3 separate regions of the Mus musculus genome follow, and all the other regions are linked to region 1. A link is a contact called in public HiCAR-type and HiChIP or PLAC-seq data. All regions are on one chromosome and are shown on one strand. Each heading gives the region's core, a stretch centred on a gene start, on an enhancer-like site or on the middle of the called end of the contact. The rest is flanking DNA. Distances are from core to core; before and after follow the strand shown.

The links. HiCAR-type assays count read pairs that join an accessible place to other places. HiChIP or PLAC-seq counts read pairs in DNA pulled down with a chosen protein or histone mark.
Region 2: an H3K27ac HiChIP or PLAC-seq map of thymic regulatory T cells shows a contact between it and region 1, with 2.6 times the contacts expected there. The contact joins two enhancer-like sites. A contact is called at or near these places in 4 of 484 Hi-C or Micro-C datasets (B cells, the HL-1 cell line, liver and 1 more), 5 of 115 datasets of contacts at active chromatin or transcription factors (CD4 single positive thymocytes, embryonic stem cells, extraembryonic endoderm stem cells and 2 more) and 2 of 9 other capture datasets (adipose tissue and pancreatic islet).
Region 3: a HiCAR-type map of astrocytes shows a contact between it and region 1, with 2.0 times the contacts expected there. The contact joins two enhancer-like sites. A contact is called at or near these places in 14 of 484 Hi-C or Micro-C datasets (the HL-1 cell line, the N1E-115 cell line, Sertoli cells and 11 more) and 7 of 115 datasets of contacts at active chromatin or transcription factors (Th17 cells, astrocytes, cardiomyocytes and 4 more).

What each region holds. Positions count from the first base shown.
Region 1 is chr3:41,406,836-41,410,533 of GRCm38.p6, reverse strand. No RefSeq gene overlaps it. Among named protein-coding and RNA genes, the nearest start is that of Gm25487, 33 kb to the left of the region's middle. Within about 2 kb of position 1,888, at least 250 of the 459 cell types and tissues checked have an H3K27ac peak or open chromatin away from gene starts, as enhancers often do. A contact at or near this core is called in the N1E-115 cell line, astrocytes, brown adipocytes and 8 more, where this site is marked.
Region 2 is chr3:41,603,422-41,606,814 of GRCm38.p6, reverse strand. It overlaps Jade1 (jade family PHD finger 1), which reads right to left. Exons shown (of 11, transcript NM_001130184.1): 9 at 1,824-2,345. Among named protein-coding and RNA genes, the nearest start is that of Jade1, 49 kb to the right of the region's middle. Within about 2 kb of position 1,999, at least 80 of the 459 cell types and tissues checked have an H3K27ac peak or open chromatin away from gene starts, as enhancers often do. A contact at or near this core is called in muscle stem cells, pancreatic islet and thymic regulatory T cells, where this site is marked.
Region 3 is chr3:41,194,059-41,197,562 of GRCm38.p6, reverse strand. No RefSeq gene overlaps it. Among named protein-coding and RNA genes, the nearest start is that of Gm40038, 22 kb to the right of the region's middle. Within about 2 kb of position 2,067, at least 162 of the 459 cell types and tissues checked have an H3K27ac peak or open chromatin away from gene starts, as enhancers often do. A contact at or near this core is called in the N1E-115 cell line, astrocytes, brown adipocytes and 6 more, where this site is marked.

The sequences.
Region 1 (3,698 bases), core at 639-3,138:
AGAGAGGTGACTGGTAGAATGAAGCTTCTCCTTACTCTTCCACCTATAAAATTCATTACCTTCACCTTTAAAATGGTTCGACCCTCCCGTGGTTAAGGAGGGTCTCCCACCTTAGTTAACTTAATCCTAGATAATCCCTCACAGGTGTGAGGAGAGGCTTGACTCCCCTGTCCTCTCCAGATGACACTCAGTGTCAACAATCAAGACCCCTATTTTGAGAGAGATCAACAAGTAAGGCTGCGGGGACCAATGGTGATTACAGTGACTCTATTACCAAGTACCAAATGCTTTGCTTCGGCTCTTCTCCCGGTTCCATAGATAAGGATTGTATGCAGGGTTGGGGTGGGGAAGCAGTAACTTCACATGACTCTTCCAAAGTCACCCCACAGAAGCAAGGGAGAGAGGGGAATCAATATGGACTGCCGCTAGACTGTCAGACCCAATTCACCCAACGTGTATCAATTTAAAGCCATAAAATCTGGGTAGGAGAAGAGTTTGCCAAAATGACAGGCTGGGTTTTTTAAATCTTCTATATCGTATTTCCTGGCCCAGCTCCTCCAAGAACTGTCCCTGTTCTGAGTTTCCGTATCCTAGAAGGAAGTCCACCTGCCAGAAAGACCGAGCCTTCACCGAGGGTGACTCTCCAAGTGCGTTAAAGGTTATTTATGTAAAAGATCATTGCATTGTGTTTTGGCATGCAAAAATTCCTCTCTCCCCAAGATACAGGAACACCCTCCAGTTATAGATCAAAACAGAAGAAGGTGTCGTTTGGGCTCTCAAACACCCGTTCCCAGCGTCTTTGGTTCAGAAAATAATTTTCTGGTTTTATGTTCCTGTGAGTGCCTCCCTCTGTTGGCTTCTCTGAATCTCAGTGATTCTTGCTTCCACACTCACCAAGGACAACCACCTCAGCATGGGGGTGGGGCAAGCCCACCCAGTCTAAGGAGTGAGGGAGGGGAAGAGCAAGCCACCTGTCACAGGGTGAGAAACTCTCCATCATGCAGAACTTTCCCACACGAGGATCACAGAGGCTCCATCTAGATCCAGGGGACCCACTGGTTGTCAGAGCCTCTATTTGACTCCCACACCCTGCAAAAATCCTCTAGGGCAGCAAGCACAGCAGGACCTGCCTTTAACAACCACCGGGTGTCAGTCAGTGGCTCTCAGGAGTGTGGGCCACACTGCTTAACTCCACCACTGACCTCATTGGGGACAGCTTTGTTTGATTTTCACAGAGCAGAACATGTAGATCTCTCCATCATAAACACACACACACACTCTCCAGAGCACAAATAAACAACCATGTACACTGGTAAATGTGTTTGCATTATTTAACCCAACCAGACGAAAACGAAGCGTGTGAACAGCCCTGCATATAAAGTACCGGGGAGTAACTTGCCTGTAATCTGTCTTGTACAACACAGCCTTTGCCACTCAAGCTACGCACGCGATCCAGACCCTGGAAATGTTCTATTTTTAGATGGGCTTTGTACACTATACTATTGACAAAGAGCGCTGTTAAATCCTCTGAATAGCAGCCAAAAAGTTGGGTGAGAACCCAGAAACCTGCCTCCTAGATCAGCATGCTAATCAAGCCAGAGCGATCTCTAAAGATCCTGTCCTTTTGTCTCAGCAGAAGTGGTCAGCAGAAGCGCAAAGGACACGGGGGCAGGGGTGGGGATGGGGGCGAAGGAGGTGATTATCCGCAGTTGTTTTACTCCTAGATAACAGGTCATTCGCCCACAATTCGGCGGATTTAAGCTGCTCTTTGTCAAAGTCACTTTCAGAAAAGATTTGACTATTTATTTACAAGGGAGGGGGTGTGACGGCAGCAGGTGCGTCATGGAAATCTCAGACGTGGTAGATTCAAAGCTGCTGGGGCCAGGTCACATGACTGCCTGCCTGCATCCTGGCACGCATATACTCCACCCCGACAAGCTTATGTCAGCCTAGCCACGTGGCCACACAGGGAGAACGGGAAGAAAATCTTAGGCAAACTGCCCATAAGAGGTGCGTGGGGAATGAGGCAATAGAGAGAAAAGGTTTGCAATACAGGAGGCGAGGGGAAGCGTTCGACACTGACATTTCTGCAACCACTGAGAAATCTGCCCTTTCCTGAGCTCGCAAGGGGCTAGGGGTAACAGACACCACTAGGCTAATTCTGGATAAAGTGGGCAAAATTATTTTTTATTGGTTAAGCACATTTTTCGCCTATTATTTTTGCTTCCACGCAAATTGCTCACTTTAAAAACTTTACTTTTTAAAAAAATAAATTTTATTTATTAGTGTACATGAAAGCGTGAGTGACTGTGTGTGCATGCGTGCATGTGTGCACAGGCACGAGTGGGCTCACATGTGTGAGCATGGCATCTGTGTGGAGATCAGAGGGCAACTTGTAGGGGGTCATTTCTCCTTTCCACGGGAGAGTTCCAGATGCTGACCTCAGATCATCCAACTTTCACCTACTAGCCACATTGCAGGCCTCAAAACGTCTTGCACTCACTTGTCCATGCGTTGTGACTGGTGTAGTGGGCCGGATGGTCTGAGACCTCCCTGGTGGCATCATACAGTTCCCTGCTTCTGCCAGTTCCTTGTAGGCCTTTTATTACTTTCTTTAAAAAAAAAAAAAAAGCAACAAGTTCTCATTTAGATCAGGCTGACCTCAAATTTACCATCTAGCTAAAGATGACATTGAACTTCTAATCTTCCTGCCTCCACCTGTCAAGGCTGGGATTACAGCCCTGAGCCACTAAAAGGGGGCATATATAGTGCTGATAGTAGGGCCCAGGACTAAATGAGTACTAGGCAAACTCTCTATATCTAATACCACAGCTGTTCCTTCAGTATTTATCGTGTTAAAGGGTCCTTGTACCTGTCACTGTCATGAGAGTCTTGTGCTCAGGTGATAAGTAACATGGAGGCTTACCATTAAGTCCCTGTGTATCAGGCTCTGTTTTAGGCTGGTTCTTCTAAAGCTGCATCCTTACCAATGGCCCACTCAGTCAGGTATCTTTCTTGCCTTCTGGGAAAGTACTGAAGCACACAGAAGGGTACTCAACCAAAGACAGTAAGCAATCAGTGATAAACTGCAAACTCACATCTGGGTTTGCTAAGCTTTCTCTATTATACCAGGCAATGTCATCTGCAAATGTGAACCTAGGCTGTATATCGCAGGACAACTGGGTTTGCTTTGATGAAACTGAATTGCATGTTGCTGACAGTTATTTTAACACCCTCAATATGTTTATTTATTAAAAAAAATAGTATTTGACAATGTTTGAAATTTCACTAGCAATACAAAGCTTGCCAGTTGCAACTTTTGTCTAACGTTTTTTGATTCATATTACACACTCTAATCCCACTCCTTTCCCCTCCGTTTGTATCTGCCCTCAGTCCTTGCAACCTCCTCAGAAAAGAAAACAAAAAAATAAAAATAAATTAAAAGAAAGGAAAGAAGAAACAAACAAACTCATTTCACTAATGAAGCTGCAGTGTGTCATGGTATCATACAGTATACAGTTTTGTCCAAATGTCTTTACTTGCAAATGTTCATTGCAATGAGTCTGGTATGATTTGAAGCCTCTGGCTTCTGCTAAACTGTCAATACTGGATCCTCACCGGGGCTCCTCTTGGATATCCTGTTGTTGCCCTCCATATCCATGGAGACCCTGCAGCTTTATCTCTGCAGGACTGGTCCC
Region 2 (3,393 bases), core at 750-3,249, 200 kb before region 1:
CCACAGGCATTATTCTACTTAAACGCAAAATGACGACTCCAAAAAAAGTTGAGAATTTAATTAGAAGTATATGTTAGTCTCAGTAACTTAAATACAGAAAAAGAGTTAATACACCCAAGCATTTTCTACACTTTTATTCTGTGGTGATTGTTAAACAAACACAGTCAAAACATGAGACTTCTCGCCTCCCCTCCCAACGGCTATCTGACTCCATGCACCCCAATTACAGCAGTTGTTGGGTTAGGATGTAGCTTCTCAACAAAATACCCATTAACCCTGAATCCCTTTCTCAAGAACACACCACAAGTGCATGTGGTTCTTCGAACTGACCACCAGGGGTTGTGTGGGAGCCTAACCAACCTGCTCCCACCTCCCCTTAGCCTAACTAGCACCCACCACCTTACCCGGAATCCTAACAAGGTCTAGAAAAGGACATCTCAAGAAGTCAGCATTAGATGATGAACTAAAAGGGCCTCTAATGAGCACTTAGAAATACGTGCATGACCATCTCCAACACGGTGGTGCAAGCCTCTGTGAGAACTGATCCTTTTGGCCAAGTACATTTGCACTCTCCTGCCTACGCTCTCATCTCAAATCACCTATGAGTCAGATCCTGTTGCCAAGCAGGTGATGAATCACTCCTCTCTAATAAGTGAGGAGCTGGAGGGAGATACGCATTAGCTGTTTCAGGCCACTTGGGTGCCTTTCGGCACAGGCTGCTTCAGGCCAGACAACTTGCATACCATCTCTGCCACACTAATGAATTTAATAGGTATCTAGCAGTCAGGGGAGTAGGTATGGAAGGTGCTCAAGACGCATCCCCAATTAGCAAGCCTTGGTCAAAAACCACCTACGGGAGTGGGAGACCCTGGGGAGGACAGTCCACTCCTAATTATTCCTGCAGCAGGAAAAAAGGTCCAGCCGGGGACTCCAGAGGTAATGGAGAGTGGGGGAGGCACCAAGCAGCAAACAGCTGAGGGGAGTGCCAGCAGCTGAGGCTCCAGGCAGCCAACAGCCACTTAATCAGCAACCCAGGAGTGTGATAAACACGTGTGTGTCTATGTATGCAGTGTACTGAGATTGCTAAGGGCTCCACAGACATACCCAATGCCCTGTGCACCAGGAATCACACCACACGCAGACATCACCCAGAGAGGGATGCGCGCCACACACAATCGTACTCTGTATGTGCACAACCTCTGTGATGACTTAGCACCTCACTGCCAAGACTGTCTTCTGTAATAGGTGTATATAAGTCCATGCACACACATGAGCACCTGCAGCCTGTTCTTCTCCACAACAGAGCTGGGAATGCCCCTGTGGATTAGCCTAGAAGCAAAGATGAGCCAATGGGAGGCAGTGCTTGGCTCTCTCTAACGAGCCCTTCATCAGCACCTAGGAAATGTCTCCCCAGGTTAAACAAGGAATATTCCTGCCGCTGCCCCATCCCCCATAACTCAGATACATCCCAGTTCTCAAAACCAGGCTCTAAACTGCTGAGTTAAGCCCTTGGTCATGTTCCTGGTGCTCCATTCCCTCCAGCTCTATAAGGACAAGGGAATAGGGGATGAAGATACACCCCATCTGATCTTGGAGAACAGTAAAGATTAACAGGAGAAATAATCACAAAGCAACTCCCACACTGGCAGTCTTGCACAATGCAGTGAGTTTACCAGCCCATAAATATGTTTAACCAACATGACCTCATGCTGTAGTGTGTACAAGGATCTGAGAGTAATGACTGGCTATCATCTCTAGGCAAGTGCCCGCCTCTTTACATCTTCTTCTCTAAGTCATTATAAGGTGTCGGTGTCAATCATTACCCTCTCCAGGTCCTGCCGCAGGTGCGTGAACAGCTGCAGCCTCCTAAACAAGACATCCTGCTCCCGCTTGGCTAGATTGTCCTCTTCGTCTTTCTTTGGGGTGATGAGGGGCTTGTTGAAGTTGATCTTCCTCTTCAACTTCCAGTACTGGTACAGGAAATCCACCACTTCCTCAGGCAGCCGCAGCGCCCTGGCCACATCCAGCAGGTTGACAAAGGTGTAGAACTCATCCTCCAGCTGCTGTAGCTTCTGCTTGCGAACACTCACCCGGTGGGCCTCCTCTCGATTCGGCTCCAGACTACCATAGGGCTCCAGAGGGCTCTGGGGAGAACTCTCAGGGGCCCCATTCTCCTGGGCTGCTCCTTCACCCAGGCCCTCCTCGGGTTTCCTGTGTGAGCTGTGCTTTGGGCAGTAGGACTTGAATTTGACTTCATCATTCTCTGCCAATATGGTCTTCATCTCCAGGCCACGGTCAAAAGCACAAGTCACGTGGAAGGCTGTCCGGCAGTTCTTCACAGAGCACTGCAAACAACACAGGGAGACAGTTACAGAGCGGTGGCAACAAGAGCCCCCACTGCTGGCCACCCCATATGATGACAAAGAAACACTCAATGAGACAGAAAAGCTTTACAAAGATGAACAGGTTTGAAGGAACGTCAGGGCACAATGTAGGGTAAAGCTTTCAGAGAGCAAACTATAACTTGCTTGAAACAATCACAGCACTGAAATCTCAGAGCAGGGGAGGGGGAGGGCTGTACAACTGGCTCCTGTTGGGGAGGGTGGCACAATCCCCAAGCGAATGCACTCTATGTACAGCGCATACTCTGAGGCCTTAATTTAGTTCTCCACGACTTGAACGCAGTTTTATAAAAACTGTGAATAGCAATGTCCTCAGTGCACACATTCCTGATCAGTTTTAAAAGACTGTGAATCCTCAGTGCAACCCCCAGCGGGAAAAGGTCCCAACTCAGGAAGGTAAACACAAGCAGCATGGAAGTAGCATCTAGGGATCACGCCAGAGGAAAAGAAGGAGAGACAAGAGCCCAGTTCAGGAAGGATGGAGAAAGGTCTCCCTGCTGCAGACGCTCCCTTCCTTTAGGCCCCAAGGAAGTCAGCACAGAGGCCAGGCCTCATCAAGATGCACTGAACACCCTGCTCACTCCCCGCCTGCACAGGGCTACAATTTAGTGCCTTTGATCCAGATACAAGCCTCTGGCCAGCAGGAGCAAAGTGATTAACTTCTCGTGTCTGATCTCACTGAGCAAATCCCTAGAAAGAGGTACCTCTTGGAGGCTGAAGCCAGTCCCTTAAAAGCAACTGTATTGTGTGAGGCCAAGGGATCCCTGGGGCATGCCAGGCTGCACAGACAACCAAGGAGCTTGTGCTCCAGGCCAGCTGAAAAGCTTAATTAAACTCATTCAACAGACCCTGCCATCACATACCACAGAGTAGAGACTGGAGTTGGGTTTCCCCCTCATCACTTCAGCGTTTAAGATGCACTTCAGTGCCAGCCACAATCTAATCCTTTACTGTACAACCGCAGCCCCTTCACCACCGCCAATTCCAATCA
Region 3 (3,504 bases), core at 818-3,317, 210 kb after region 1:
GAGTCCACATCTTCAAAGATAGTCCTCCTTCGATAATGTCATTTTCCAAACCAAAGGCCACCAGACCGAAACACCAGCATCCCACACAACCTTGGTGGCCCCTCTGAATGCTTGTTTTGATTCCACGAAGCAGCTTCCTCACTTCCACCTAGTGCCCCATGGTCACTGAGGAATCCGCAGCAGAAACCCTGCCCCTTTCCTTTTTAAAATCTGTTGTCAACATCGGAGAGATTGGCTATTGAGGGCTGCTCCCTTAGAGGACCTGAGTTCAGTTCCAGCACCTTTATCGTGAGGCCCACAACCACCTATAACTCCAGCTCCAGGGTATCTGACACCCTCTTCTGGTCTCCACAGATACCCATGCCCCTCTACACACACAGATAAAAATAAAATCTTTTTAAAAAGTGAATTATATTTTTAATTTTTAATTCTTGTTTAATTTCTTTTTAAATTAGTTTTAAAAGTATATATATATCACTTCCATGCGCACTTTATTTTAAGACGGGGTCTCCCCAACCTTCCCCTTCCCTCAGTACCCCCTCAATGCTATTATTGCTAGACATACTTTTCCCAGAGTGAGTGACATCCACTGGTGCTGAATTAAGAGTCATGAGTTTTTCCAAACTCCGGGTGTTGTACATGGACTAGACTTCAAACTAGGTTCCACCATGCTACAAGGCTTAGGGTACAATAAGTGACCGTAATGCAGCCATTCCTTGGCCCTTCCCACAGCCCAGACTTGCTCCCAGACCCCCAGCAGCAAAGGAAGCCTTGATCCTGACAGTGAAAATGGAGGTTGGGTGAGTGATATTTGAACTGAAAAAAGGCAGACTTGAGTAATTATCCAGTGTCACAAGACAGGGGTCACAGGTGGAACTATCAAGGGCAGGGATGAAGACTTGCCTGTGACAACCTCCTAACAGAGGCTCTCTATTTGAACCATCTAGCTGGAACTCAGGCTCCTCTCCTCCGCCACAGAACATCTGGCTGGATCCTCTACTTGCTTTGCAGTTTGTCTATGTCCCTCAATGTCCCCACAGGGTTTAAAGCTATTTGCTTGAACCTAGCCCTGAAATGGATTCAACTCAGCTGGCAGCATCTCTGAGCCACAATAACAGCTTGGGTCTTGCACCTTGAATTTTCACCCATATTTCTTGCTGATAGCTCCATTATGGAAGGCAACAAGAAAGGAATGGGCAACTTCTGCTTGGCCTTAAGCTCCAAGTTATCTTTGTGAACAAACATCTGGCCTCTTATCCCTACAATGGGGCAAAAGGGATTTCCTCATGTCACAGCTGTAATGTAATACATTATAAAGTATAGTGTATAATATATACAATAGTTAAAATATATACAGTATACATTGTAATGCATAATGTACATATAATGTAGCTTATAAATGAGGCACTGGATGCAAGCAGAGAGCTTTTCACATGGTTAGTGCCCAGGAGATTTTCACAGTGTATGGATCTTCCCAACCTTAGCCAGTCATGGGCCTGGAACTGCCATACCACAGTAGTTCTCAGTCAGAGGTGATTTTCCTAGTTACGTTGGTGGGGTAGGGGATTCCCATGCTCTAATGGGCAAGAGGTCAGGCATGCTGTTGGCTTCCTGTGATGTACAACACAGCCCCTTACGAGAAAAGGATCATCTAGCCTGAAACATCAGCAGTGCCAAGACTCAGAGACTGAGCCTGGTCCTAGCTGCCCACCTGGATCCCTTCAGCTCTTGTGCTACTGTGCCCTGTGAGCTATGGTGACTGTGGTTGGTCTCTAAGCCTGAGCCCTCTCAAGACTAGCCTATGCATTGACTCCTGAGATTCCCAGAGCTCAACTGTTGGATTCTTTGAGAAATGGCCAACAGGTTTCATTGCTTTGACCTGAGCTCCTCCCAGCAGGAGACAGGTAGAACAGCCAAGCTTTCTCACTGACCAGGAACAGGCAAGAAACCAGTTCCTGCAGGGACCTGGCTGAGAGCCACATGGAAGCAGGCACAGCCTGAAGCATTCCACCCAAACTGGCTCCACACCAGACCCAGCCAGTGAGTCACCACCACATGCCGCAGCCTCTCCCCCATGACCTTTCTTTATCCCTTCATTAGCTGTAAATCTTTAGGAGTAAAACAGCAGAGAACAGACCGGGAAGGGCCTGGCAGACTAACACCCCAGGCAAATGCCCAAATCAAAATTCAGAGTTAAAAACCCCAGGCTCTGAATGAATGCCAGTAATGGCAAGCTAGGCTCTTCAGAGCCATCTCTGTAAACCGGAGATGTGGACAAATGGAGCCTGTCTCTCTGCACAGTTTAAATCGTGTGGCAACCCTGGAGCATCCTTCAGGAGAAGGAACAGATGTGTTTAGCAATACCCAGATGGTAGGGAGCAAATTGAGGGACCTCTGTAACGCTGGCCAGTAACTCATGCTTACACCAAACCGCACAGTACCCTGAAAGAAACCACCCTCTCACCAGCTCCTCTTGCATCAAATGGAATAATGAAGTCTCCCCACACAGTGACAGAGAAACAATAACACAGGCTAGTAGGCCATATTTCCGCACAAAAGAAAGCAAAAGTGGTTTTCTCCTTTGTGTTTTTTCTCTGCCTTTTGTGGGAAAGGCCAGTGAGAAGGGCAGCTGCCTTCCCCAGGGATTTCTTTCTACCCAGCGTGTCCTCCCCTGAGCTGTCCTTCTCCACATGGAGTCTTCAAAGCAGAGACTTTGGAAGCGGCCACAGAGCTTGAAGATTCTAGGGCTATCCCAGGAACCCACTGACTCTCCCTTTCTGTGGATGAGGCTTTAGAAAGGCCTTGTAAACACACCTTTCCCTTCAGTTTGACACCGCCAAAGTCTGAGAACCTTCCAAGTGAACAAACCCCAGAGTGGCCCAGGGGCCGCCTGTTCCTAAAAGAAAGACCAACTCTTTGGCCTGCTGTTTTCGCCTCTCCACAATGTCACCCCCCCCATCATTTGCAGGTGGAGCTCCTGGACAAGATAGGACAGATCTGATGACTCATCTGAATGAGGCTGTTCCACCCCCACACTTCTGCTGACAGCCACATGTTGCCATTTGTCCTTCTGGGTTTGGCAATTCCTGGCAACATTGTTAAAGTGAAAGGGGCTGGGTGTTTTTCCTCCTCGGTGGCCGCCTTCTGCCCTGTGTGAGATCCCATCTTCCTGCCTGGCTACCATGGAACAAATCAGGAATAAGCAGCCCTAGCTGTAAATTGATCCACCTCTCCCGTGATCACTTTCAACAGTTGTTTGGAATTTTCAGTGTGTTCTCCAAGTGGTTCACACGTGCTTTAAATAGTCTTGTGAGAAACCAGTTCCATAGATGAGCCACCAAGGTGACCTTCAAATAATAGCATTGATACATGCCAGGTCTCTCCTCCAAACCCAAAGCTTGAGCAGCTGGCCTGCACTGCCTGCTTCTGTCTCTGAAACACCAACGTTCTTTTATTTGCTTGTTGCTTGGTGTATACTCATAGTGCAAGGTATGAGATTAAACA